Linked DNA regions of Zea mays: region 2 is linked to region 1. The links are chromatin contacts, called in public Hi-C maps. All regions are on one chromosome and are shown on one strand. The core of a region is the stretch at or near the end of the contact, and the rest is flanking DNA. Distances in the headings are between cores, read along the strand shown. Region 1 has its middle 35 kb from the start of LOC100136880. Region 2 holds the start of LOC100136880 (respiratory burst oxidase-like protein D).

Region 1 (4,731 bases), core at 1,060-3,559:
AATTTCTTTTCGAAGATCTTTGGTGGGGAAAATTTAAGGAATTGGAATACGCTGGTTGCAAGTATTGCTCATATTCAACTTAGTGAAGAGAATGATATTTTCAAATGGAATTTATTACCTTCAGAACAATTTTCTGTTAAGTCCATGTATAGTTTTTAATGAATATTGTCAAGGTTTTTTATCACAAACCTTTGTGGAATCTTAAAGTACCATTGGAGATAAATGTTTTTTGTGGTACATACTCAGAGGGGTTATTTTAACAAAATATAACCTAGCTAGGCGTAATTGGCATGTCAATAAAAATGTGTGTTTTGTGATTCAGATGAGTCCATACAACACTTGTTTTTTAAGTGTGATTTTGCTCGATTCTGTTGGAGGCTCACTCACTGTTGTTTTGGCCTCAGAATACCTAGATCAGTGAAACATGTTTTTGGATCTTGACTTTTAGGGGTAACATCAAAAATAAAAAAATATAATTTTTACAGGTGTCGCAATATTACATTGGGCTATCTGAACTAGTAGGAATGATTTAGTTTTTGACAAATTCTCTATGGTTACTTATTTGCTGATGTTTCGAATGACGCATTGGCTTAGACTTTAGGCTAAACTTCATAAGGACGAAGAGGATTTAATAAAGGTGGCATTTTGGCGATAGGAGACGTCTATCCAAATATTCGCCCGTTTTTGTTGGAGATTTACGAATAGGATCACTGCTATTTAAATGTTGTCAAAGTCTGTTTTGTTTCTCCTAGTTTGTTTTGTTCCCTGGTGAATTCAGTTCGCTGATGTTTGTTATGTGGTGATGTAATCTGTTGGCCATACTGTACACGACATAGAGGTGAATTCCGCACAGATATACATCAAGTATATCTTCATACACGACAAAACAATGTTTACTTTATTATACTATGATCATCAGGCCATGTATAGATATTGTAGGACCGGTGAGGCGACCAGAGGGGGGTGAATGGGGATCTAATCAGATTTTGCTTCCAAACACTGAAAATGAACACTTCACTTCAATTGAGATAAAGCAAGTGCTCAAACCAAGAACATATCAGCGAAATAGTGATCTCATGATTACAAAATGTTCCTAATACTCACATGTGACCAGCAAAACAAACAGATCGCAAATTGGACACCGAAAAGTCCGAAATGGTCTAAAACAGTATCACGAGCAAGTGTTGTTTTCAGCAGTACGAAATTCTGTTTTTAAATTCAAAACCGAAACAAACGAACTCCGATTGAGATGAAATTTTACATATATCTGAGCAAATATGTTTTTCAAGATCTCCACAAATTTTGAGCTCAATCGGACTTGTGAATCAACCGTAGATTTAAAAATACAGCAAGAAATTCATGTTTTAATTTGTTGGGAGTTTTTTTAGAACGAGTTGAAACTGAGTTTTTCTCAAATCGCAACCAAAATCTGCAACAACTAGGTGTATGCAGTGGTATGAGGAGTTCACCACCAATCAATCTTTAAGTCAAATCCTCTCAAAGGAGTCAAATGTTTAAAAAGCACAAGATCGAAAAAAGTGAGAAAGCAAAACTAGAAAACTTCGAAAATTCTGTGCACCGACGTGACAGACACCCGGCCCAGCTAGCTAACCAGTCCGTACGTACACGGCGGGTCGCCGTGCTAGCTGTGCCGCCGTCGGCCGCGATCGAGCTCTCCGGCGACATCGTACCCCGTGCACGCGTGGCACGCGCTGCCAAAATGCCAACGGCCTTGACCGGCTGGGCAGGCAGCAGGCGTCGCTTTAGTGCGTTCCATCTGCTGCGCTGCTGGCGCTAGCTGCACGGATACGCGCGGGACCGATCTGTCGCGCGCCAAGGCTTCGTCGTTATCGTTTCCTGCTGTTCAGACCTGGAGATGGAGGATGAGCGTCACGGTCTCTCACTCGTCAGGGAACTCCAGCCACGGATTGGTGGAAGCTAGTTAGGCGGTCACTGGCCGAGGCGCGGCGGGCGGCCGGCTAGCTGCACTACGAACTCGAAACGGAATCCGGCAACCGGCAGACGTCGACGGCCACGTACGGGCTAGCTGCTGGGTCCGCACCTACGCTGCGGCGCACGCGACGGCACACGCGACGTTGACATAGAGGCTGTTTGTTCGTGGCTAAATGTGTCATACTTTGCCTAAGGTTAGTCGTTCGAATTAAAGAACTAACCTTAGACACAAAAGTTAGGCAAAGTGTGATAAGTTAGCCATCAAACCAAACAGCCTAGTCTAGGCGTGGTAGGTGGTGGAACGATGAATGCAATGCAACGCCGTACGTCTGACCAGGTAGGGTAGCAGCGGGCGGTTCCGCGCAGGTGAATTCAGCGTGCACGTACGTAATAGTAGTTCCGACGAGCTGGCCGCGCCGTAGTAGTGTGGGCGTGTCGTGTGTGGCGGTCTGGCGGATTCTGTGTGCACCACATCCGTGACGTGATTGGTGATACCGACGGATATGTATACAGTGGAGTACGTGGCACCTTCTCTTTTTTTTTTACGAAATATAGAGGGCAGATGGTGATTTCACTCGATCGTAAAGAAAATCTTCGTTGTTGACGGTCCTAATAAACACGCGCCTTTACTGACGTAATTTCTAACTTTCACCAATAAAAAAACTGTGCGTTTCACTAACGCGCGTCTGCAGGAGCTGACGGCTCACTGTTTATTGTAAATATATTTGCTCGGGCAAGACCTGATCTAGTTTTTTTTCAGAGATGGCTTAATACCAATAAATCGCATGTAAAACTTTTTTTAAAAAAAATACAAAATATTCTCTCCGTTTTATCGCTAAACTTTACCTAATCCGAAGGAACCCAAATATACAGCGTACACAATCCGAAGGAACGCAAATATACAATGTACACAATTATACATGAATTTTCTATTATATTAAAGCACCAGTTTCAACGGTTCTTTCGCGTCATCTTTTTACAAATAATCTCTCACATCTATTTCAAATTAACCCGCTGCACGCCTGTCCACTATAAGAGCTACAGTCATTTTCGGCGGCCTTAGGCTTATTTTCGGCGGTTACTGGCCGCCAGAAAAAATTAGCCGAAAATAAGGCTATATTTTCGGCGGCCAGAGTCCAGCCGCCGAAAATAACTTACTTTCGGCGGCTAGCAGACAACCGTCGAAAGTAAAGTGTTATTTTCGGCGGCTACTACCTGGCCGCCAAAAATAGTCAACTTTCGGCGGCTCGCCTCCTGGCCGCCGAAAATCCACGCTTGCCGAAAATAGTATTCTTTATATTCGGCGGCCAGGGAAGGCCGCAAAAAATTTTAGAGCAAAAAATTTTGAAAAAAAATGCAAAAAATAACAGCAAATTCATCAACAATATAACCACAACATAAAATGACAGTCCATACAACATCCACAATACATAAACATTAAATCCACAATTCACAAATAGTCCACAACATAAAATTGGAGTCCATTACAACATCCGAGTTCACAAACAGTCCATACAACATAAAGTTCACAAATAGTCCATTACAACACACAATTCGGCACAAAACTAACACCATCACATATCGGGGTCGTTGGAGTTGTGAACACTACCTTCAGAAGCGAAAAACTCGTTGACGAAGTCATGTAACGGGTTTGGATTCTAAAGAAAAAGAAGACATTATTAATAACGACAGTGTTTACATGCATGCCCACTATTCAAACAAATTGTTTGTCAAACTAACTGAGAGCACCTAGAGGGGGTGAATAGGTGATCCTGTAAAAACTTGAAACTTAATGCCACAAAACTTGATTAGGAGTTAGCACAATTAAGCCAAGTGGCTAGAGAGGAGAACTTGCACAACACGATAACCACAAAGAGATCAACACAGAGATGGCACAGTGGTTTATCCCGTGGTTCGGCCAAGTACAAAACTTGCCTACTCCACGTTGTGGCGTCCCAACGGACGAGAGTTGCACTCAACTCCTCTCAAGTGATCCAATGATCAACTTGAATACCACGGTGTTCTTTTTACTTTGCTCTTTTCCCGTTTACGAGGAATCTCCACAACTTGGAGTCTCTCGCCCTTACAATAAGAATCAATATGAAGCACAAGAGTAAGGGAGGGAAGCAACACACTCAAAACCACAACAAATACGCACACACACGATCAAGACTTGAGCTCAAAACAATATCTCAAGGTTCTCACTAGAACAGAGCTCAAATCACTAAGAATGTCGAACTAGTGCGCAAGAGTGAAGTGTGAATGATCAACAATGCTCAAAGGTTGCTTGGTGTTGTCCTCCATGCGCCTAGGGGTCCTTTTTATAGCCCCAAGGCAGTTAGGAGCCGTTGAGAGTATTTCAGGAAGGCAATTCTTGCCTTCTGTCGCCTGGCGCACCGGACACTGTCCGGTGCGGATCTCCTTCCTTATTTGGCGAAGCCGACCGTTGGCGCTTTGGAGCCGTTGGCGCACCGGACACTGTCCGGTGCACACCGGACAGTCCGGTGCCCCCTTCCGACCGTTGGCTCGGCCACGTGTCTCGCGCGGATCGCGCGGCCGACCGTTGGCCCGGGCGACCGTTGGCTCACCGGACAGTCCGGTGATTTTTAGCCGTACGCCGTCAATCACTTCCCGACAGCAGCAAGTTTGCCTGAGCCAGCCTGGCGCATCGGACACTGTCCGGTGCACCACCGGAGAGTCCGGTGCACCCAGACAGAGCTGACTTTGGCTGAACAAAGCCATCTTTAATTTCAACTTGATTTTTCCTGTTTCCAACAC
Region 2 (4,731 bases), core at 1,459-3,958, 35 kb before region 1:
ATCAGCGCGTGCGTACGTACCCTTGAGAAGACGTTCTTGAGCTCGCGGGTCCAGTCGCCCAGCGTCCTGATGTGGACGCTCACGTAGTCGTCCTGCGGGGCCGACGTGATGGAGAACGGGTGCCTGCAACCAACAAATTAGCTAGTCTACCTTAGCCATCCCATCGTTGATCCATCTATCCAGCGCCATTAGCGCAAGCATCTGTGCCTTGCTTCCTCCCAGCAAACTAGCTAGTCCTAGTCTAGCTAAAGCAGCAGCATGGACCTCAACAAATTAAGACGATGCTTGCTTAATTACCACTGGAACGGCGACACGGCGGCGCAGTTGACGAAGATGTACTGCCCGCTCTTGTAGCGGAAGCCCTGCGGCTTGGAGAAGTGGAGCGAGAGGACGTTGCCCGGGTACACGGCCACCTTGAGGATCCTGACGGGCCTGACGCTGGAGCGCAGCGCCCTGGTGAGGCGCTCGCACGCGTACAGCACCATGGGCACGGCCAGGTACATCCACGTCGACTTCTTGTACCACTTGTGCGTCAGGTACAGGTAGTGCCCGTGCACGATCAGCAGCGCGTACACCACCACGAAGCAGTGGTGCGAGTACCAGAACGCGTTGAACCCCGTCAGCCGCCGCAGCGGGCCAGGCAGCGCGATGCGGCCCCGCCGGAACCACGGCGTCGCCAGGGTGAACGCCACGGCCATGAGCACCAGCATCACCAGCCCCGTCCACCCCTCCGTGCCGCGCACGAACCACCAGTAGTTGGGCGGGCGGGGCACCCCGAAGTACTGCCCCAGCGGCGCGTACTCGGCGTCCGTGGCGTGGAGCAGCCGCGGGAAGTCGCACGTCAGGTGGGAGATGATGTGCAGCCCGGCCCCGACCGCGATGCCCACCGCCACCACCTTGTGGAAGTTGAGGTTGTCGTCGAAGGGCACCACGCGCCCCACGCCGGCGGTGCGGTTGCGGATCCAGGTGATGGTGTTCCGGCACACCGGGAGCAGGATCAGCGCCATGTTGAACTTGAGCGTCTCCGCGCCGCCCTTGGCCACGCACACGCAGTACCCCATCACCTGGAACACGTAGCGCTGCCGGTACTGGATGAACTTCCAGGCGAACAGCCCCGCGCAGATGCACAGCCACAGAAGCATCACCCACACGCGCCGCCAGTTGTCCTCCAGGAAGTACTGCGCGCGCCGGTACCACCGCCGGAGAGGGTTCGGCTCCGCCGTCGGACGGAGGCTCTGGCTCAGCATCTGGCTCAGGTTCCGGCTGTTGGTCGTGCCGATGCGCACCGACTGGCTCGGCGCCTGCAGGAGCAGCATCTCCAGGTTGTACAGCTCGATGTAGCCCAGGTTGCCCGGGTCCAGCTCCTCCATGATCAGCCGGGCGTACTCCTCCGCCTGATCCGTGATCTTCGAAAGCTTGTTCGCCGACGCGCTCAGCGTGATGATCTGCGGCCGGGAGAGGAAGAAGCATTTGGTTATTTGGATTTCTGTTCTAGCTTGGGGCCACGGCGACGGCGACGGCGACGGCTTAACCAACTGGAGAAAGGCTGTTGACGGAGTTACCTCTTTGACCTCCTCCTCGGTGATCCTTCCGTCGGCGTCCTTGTCCACCCTGCAGGGGCAAACCGATCGATGGTATTATTACTTGCTGTGTGTGGTGGAGAAAGGCTAGTAGCAGCAACATGCAGTGAATCAATCGTACATGTCGAAGAACGTCTGCAGCCGGCCGTCGAAGCTGGTGTCGGAGATTTGGTCCCAGAACTCGAGCAGCTCCGCCTTGCTGATGCTGTCGCCGGAGATGTTGCGGCGCCGCGACAGCGCGTCGAACAGCTCGCCGGCGAACTCCGGCTCCTTCATCCCTGTAGACAGACAGTGGTGTTCATATACCCATCATATATCGTAATCAACACGCGACAAAGACAAAAAGCCGATGGAAACGCTCGATCGAAAGATGCTCGCTCGACCAATTCTCCTGGCTCCGACCACTCAGGCACTCACTCACCGATGCACTGGCCGAACTTGGACCGGTGGAGGAGGCCGTTCTCGGCGAGCTTGTCGAAGCGCCTCTCGACGGCCTCCCATCCGGCGGCGCCCTCGGCCTTGCTGATGAACTTGAGCCCCTTGAGCGCGTGCGCGGCGGCGGACTTGGAGCGGTCGATCCGGGGCCCCGCGGCGCCGCGGCGGTTGATGGAGGCGATGCGGCGGAGCTCCTGCGACACCTGCTTGATCCGCGACGAGGCGTTCCGGATGACGGAGTGGCCGTAGGACGAGGAGCGCCGGCTCTCGAGCGTGCGCGCCAGCAGCGTCACGTCCGGGTCGTCGCCGCCCGCGCCGGCGCCGGCGCCGGCGCCGCCGCCGTGGGCGGGCTTGACGCTGTGCACCGCCACCGAGTCGTCGCGCACGTCGAGGGTGATCTCCACGTAGTCGTCGTCGTCGTTGTTGTTGTTGTTGTTGGCGGAGGCGCGCGGCGGCGGCGCGGACAGCGGCGCCGACACGGACTCCGCGAACCGCGCGCTCTTCCGGGCGCCCGACTTCTTGCTCAGCGGGCCGCTGTGCGGGATCACCCGCCCCTCGGCGGTGGCGGACGACGACATCTCGACGATGTCCCCGCCGCCCGGCCTGGGGTTATGCATGGCGACCGGCACACCGGCAGCTCTAGCTCTTTGCGTCAGCTGCTGATACGGAGGTTACGAAGGAACGAACGAAACGCTTGTGCGGAGGGGGGCCGGTGCAGCGTGGGAGGGAGTCAGGGAGGAGGAACGGGGAACGGGAGGCCCAGGGACGGACGTTGCGTTTGCGAGGAGGGGACGGAGGGGCGGTGAGCTTTATAGCCCGTATCGGGACTGGGTCAGGGCGCGCGTTACGTTTTACTAGTCGTCGTCGCTGGCGCTGGCGCCGCCGCCGCCGAGCAGTGTGGTGGGGACGGGACGGAATGGGGCGAGGTTGTTGTGGGAAACTGGGAACAGAGGTGTGGTGTGCTCTTGGTGACGGAGCACGGGAGAAAAATCGCGGGGTCAAGAGACGGCTGACGCGGAAAACATTGCGGCTGCTGCTTCCTCCAAAAGTCCAAATCCTCCTCGCCTCGTCTTCGCCCAACCCAATATCCCCCGTGGCCGGTTCGGGCGCTGGGGCCCCGCCGGCCGGCCTCCGTCTCGACAGGGTCCGCCGTTGTACGCACGCGGTGTGTCGTATGCGGCGCGGTGCGTATCTAGTAGTAACGTACGTGTCCGCGTCCGACGTGAGCGCGTGCCTGCTGGCTGGCTGGCTGCTGCTCACCTCTCCGCTGCCCTGTCTCTGCTGCGTATGGACACGGAACCAGACCTCCGACTTTTGTCTTGCCTCCGATGGATTAACGGCTCTGCCTGCATTTGGGCACGGAAAGGAAAATGCGATTTCCACGGAAAAAAAAACCCGGCCTTAATAGTGTCTACGTTCATACCCTGTAAACATTGACGTTGGTGACGGCTTAACCACATACGTTATACATAAGACCCTCCTCTCCTTGCAAAGTCCAACGATTACGATCATGTTTGTGTCCACACGTAATTTTCTCTTACAATATAATGTCTCATTTGTTGAGTATCAAAATTGTCCGGATTATTCGCCGTAGCGACACGGACCGTCCACACGTGTGCAGAATCAGTCGTTTGGTTGGTTTCCCTGGACCTGCAATTACATCCATCCATCCGTAAACCAGTGTTTGTTTGGTTAGTTGCGTTCCGAGAATCTGGTCAGATCGAAACTCAAAGCGCGCGAGCCAAGCCAGCGGGAAACATCCCCGTTTTTTGTTTACAATTTAGCCATTTTTTGTGTTTTTTTGCACAGATATGTCCTTTGCAGTTTCATTTTTAAAAATGGACTCCAACCTCGATGTCATCATCATTGGCGTCGAGCTAACGCAAAGCGGCGCAACTAACATTGGCGCCAAGCCGCCAAACATGCCTACGTGGCAGGCGGATGTGGCAGAGGTTTAGGGGTGAGCGTCGACCCCTGAACGACGTTGACACGTGTCAGGGGGTCGGCGGCAAGATCTATGGCGCCGACCCCCTTTAAACCGGCGTCCAGCAATTTTCTCAGTCTCTTCTTCCTCGTCATCTCCGCCCACGCCGCGCCTCCCCCGCCGCACCCGGTCGGCCCGGCCGCCTCTCCACCGCCTCCCCCTTCGCCGCCTCTCCCTCCGCCCCGCTCCCGGTCGGCCCGCGCCGCCCATTCGCCGGCCCACCGCCTCCGCACCCGGCCTGCCCGACCGAGGCCGCCCTGCCCCGCCCCCGGCAGTCGAGGTATTAAATTTGTCATTTTAAGTATAATTAGTTCTTTGTTATTAATTAATAGTTATTTAGCAGTTAGTTATTAGGTGGTTGCAAAAGGTAAACGATACTATAGCAGTGACCGGCATACCACGTATGCCCAACAATAATTTGTTGAATGACTCGGCCGTGTTACTACATTGGAACTCATATCTCCATCCACCTAAGTCGTGAGCTCTCGTCCACTTCTCCAAATCTGGTATCAATCGAGTCAACCAATCTCTGCCTTCGACATTTGTTGCGACTTTGAGCTTATCTAACTTTTCCCTAAAGAACTTGTCTTCCAGCTGGTGACATGTCTTCTGGAAAAGCTCAAAGTTATCCTTCACACCATCCTTGTGCAGAAGATTCTCAGCAAGGTGTCGAGTACACCAGCGGTGATGCAAAGGAGGGTACCCATCGATCTGCTCACGGACCGCATTGAG

Evidence for each region. Hi-C and Micro-C count contacts between places; a contact is called where the count stands out from the background.
Region 2: a Hi-C map of endosperm shows a contact between it and region 1, with 4 times the contacts expected there. The contact joins the promoter of LOC100136880 here to the enhancer-like site in region 1. A contact is called at or near these places in 9 of 25 Hi-C or Micro-C datasets (bundle sheath, ear, endosperm and 2 more).

The regions. Positions count from the first base shown.
Region 1 is chr4:197,852,154-197,856,884 of Zm-B73-REFERENCE-NAM-5.0, reverse strand. No RefSeq gene overlaps it. Among protein-coding and RNA genes, the nearest start is that of LOC100136880, 35 kb to the left of the region's middle. Within about 2 kb of position 2,309, at least 19 of the 20 cell types and tissues checked have an H3K27ac peak or open chromatin away from gene starts, as enhancers often do. A contact at or near this core is called in bundle sheath, ear, endosperm and 2 more, where this site is marked.
Region 2 is chr4:197,887,404-197,892,134 of Zm-B73-REFERENCE-NAM-5.0, reverse strand. LOC100136880 (respiratory burst oxidase-like protein D) reads right to left here and starts at 2,708. Exons shown (of 8, transcript NM_001164287.1): 1 at 2,002-2,708; 2 at 1,702-1,858; 3 at 1,563-1,611; 4 at 298-1,445; 5 at 21-123. The coding sequence starts at 2,632.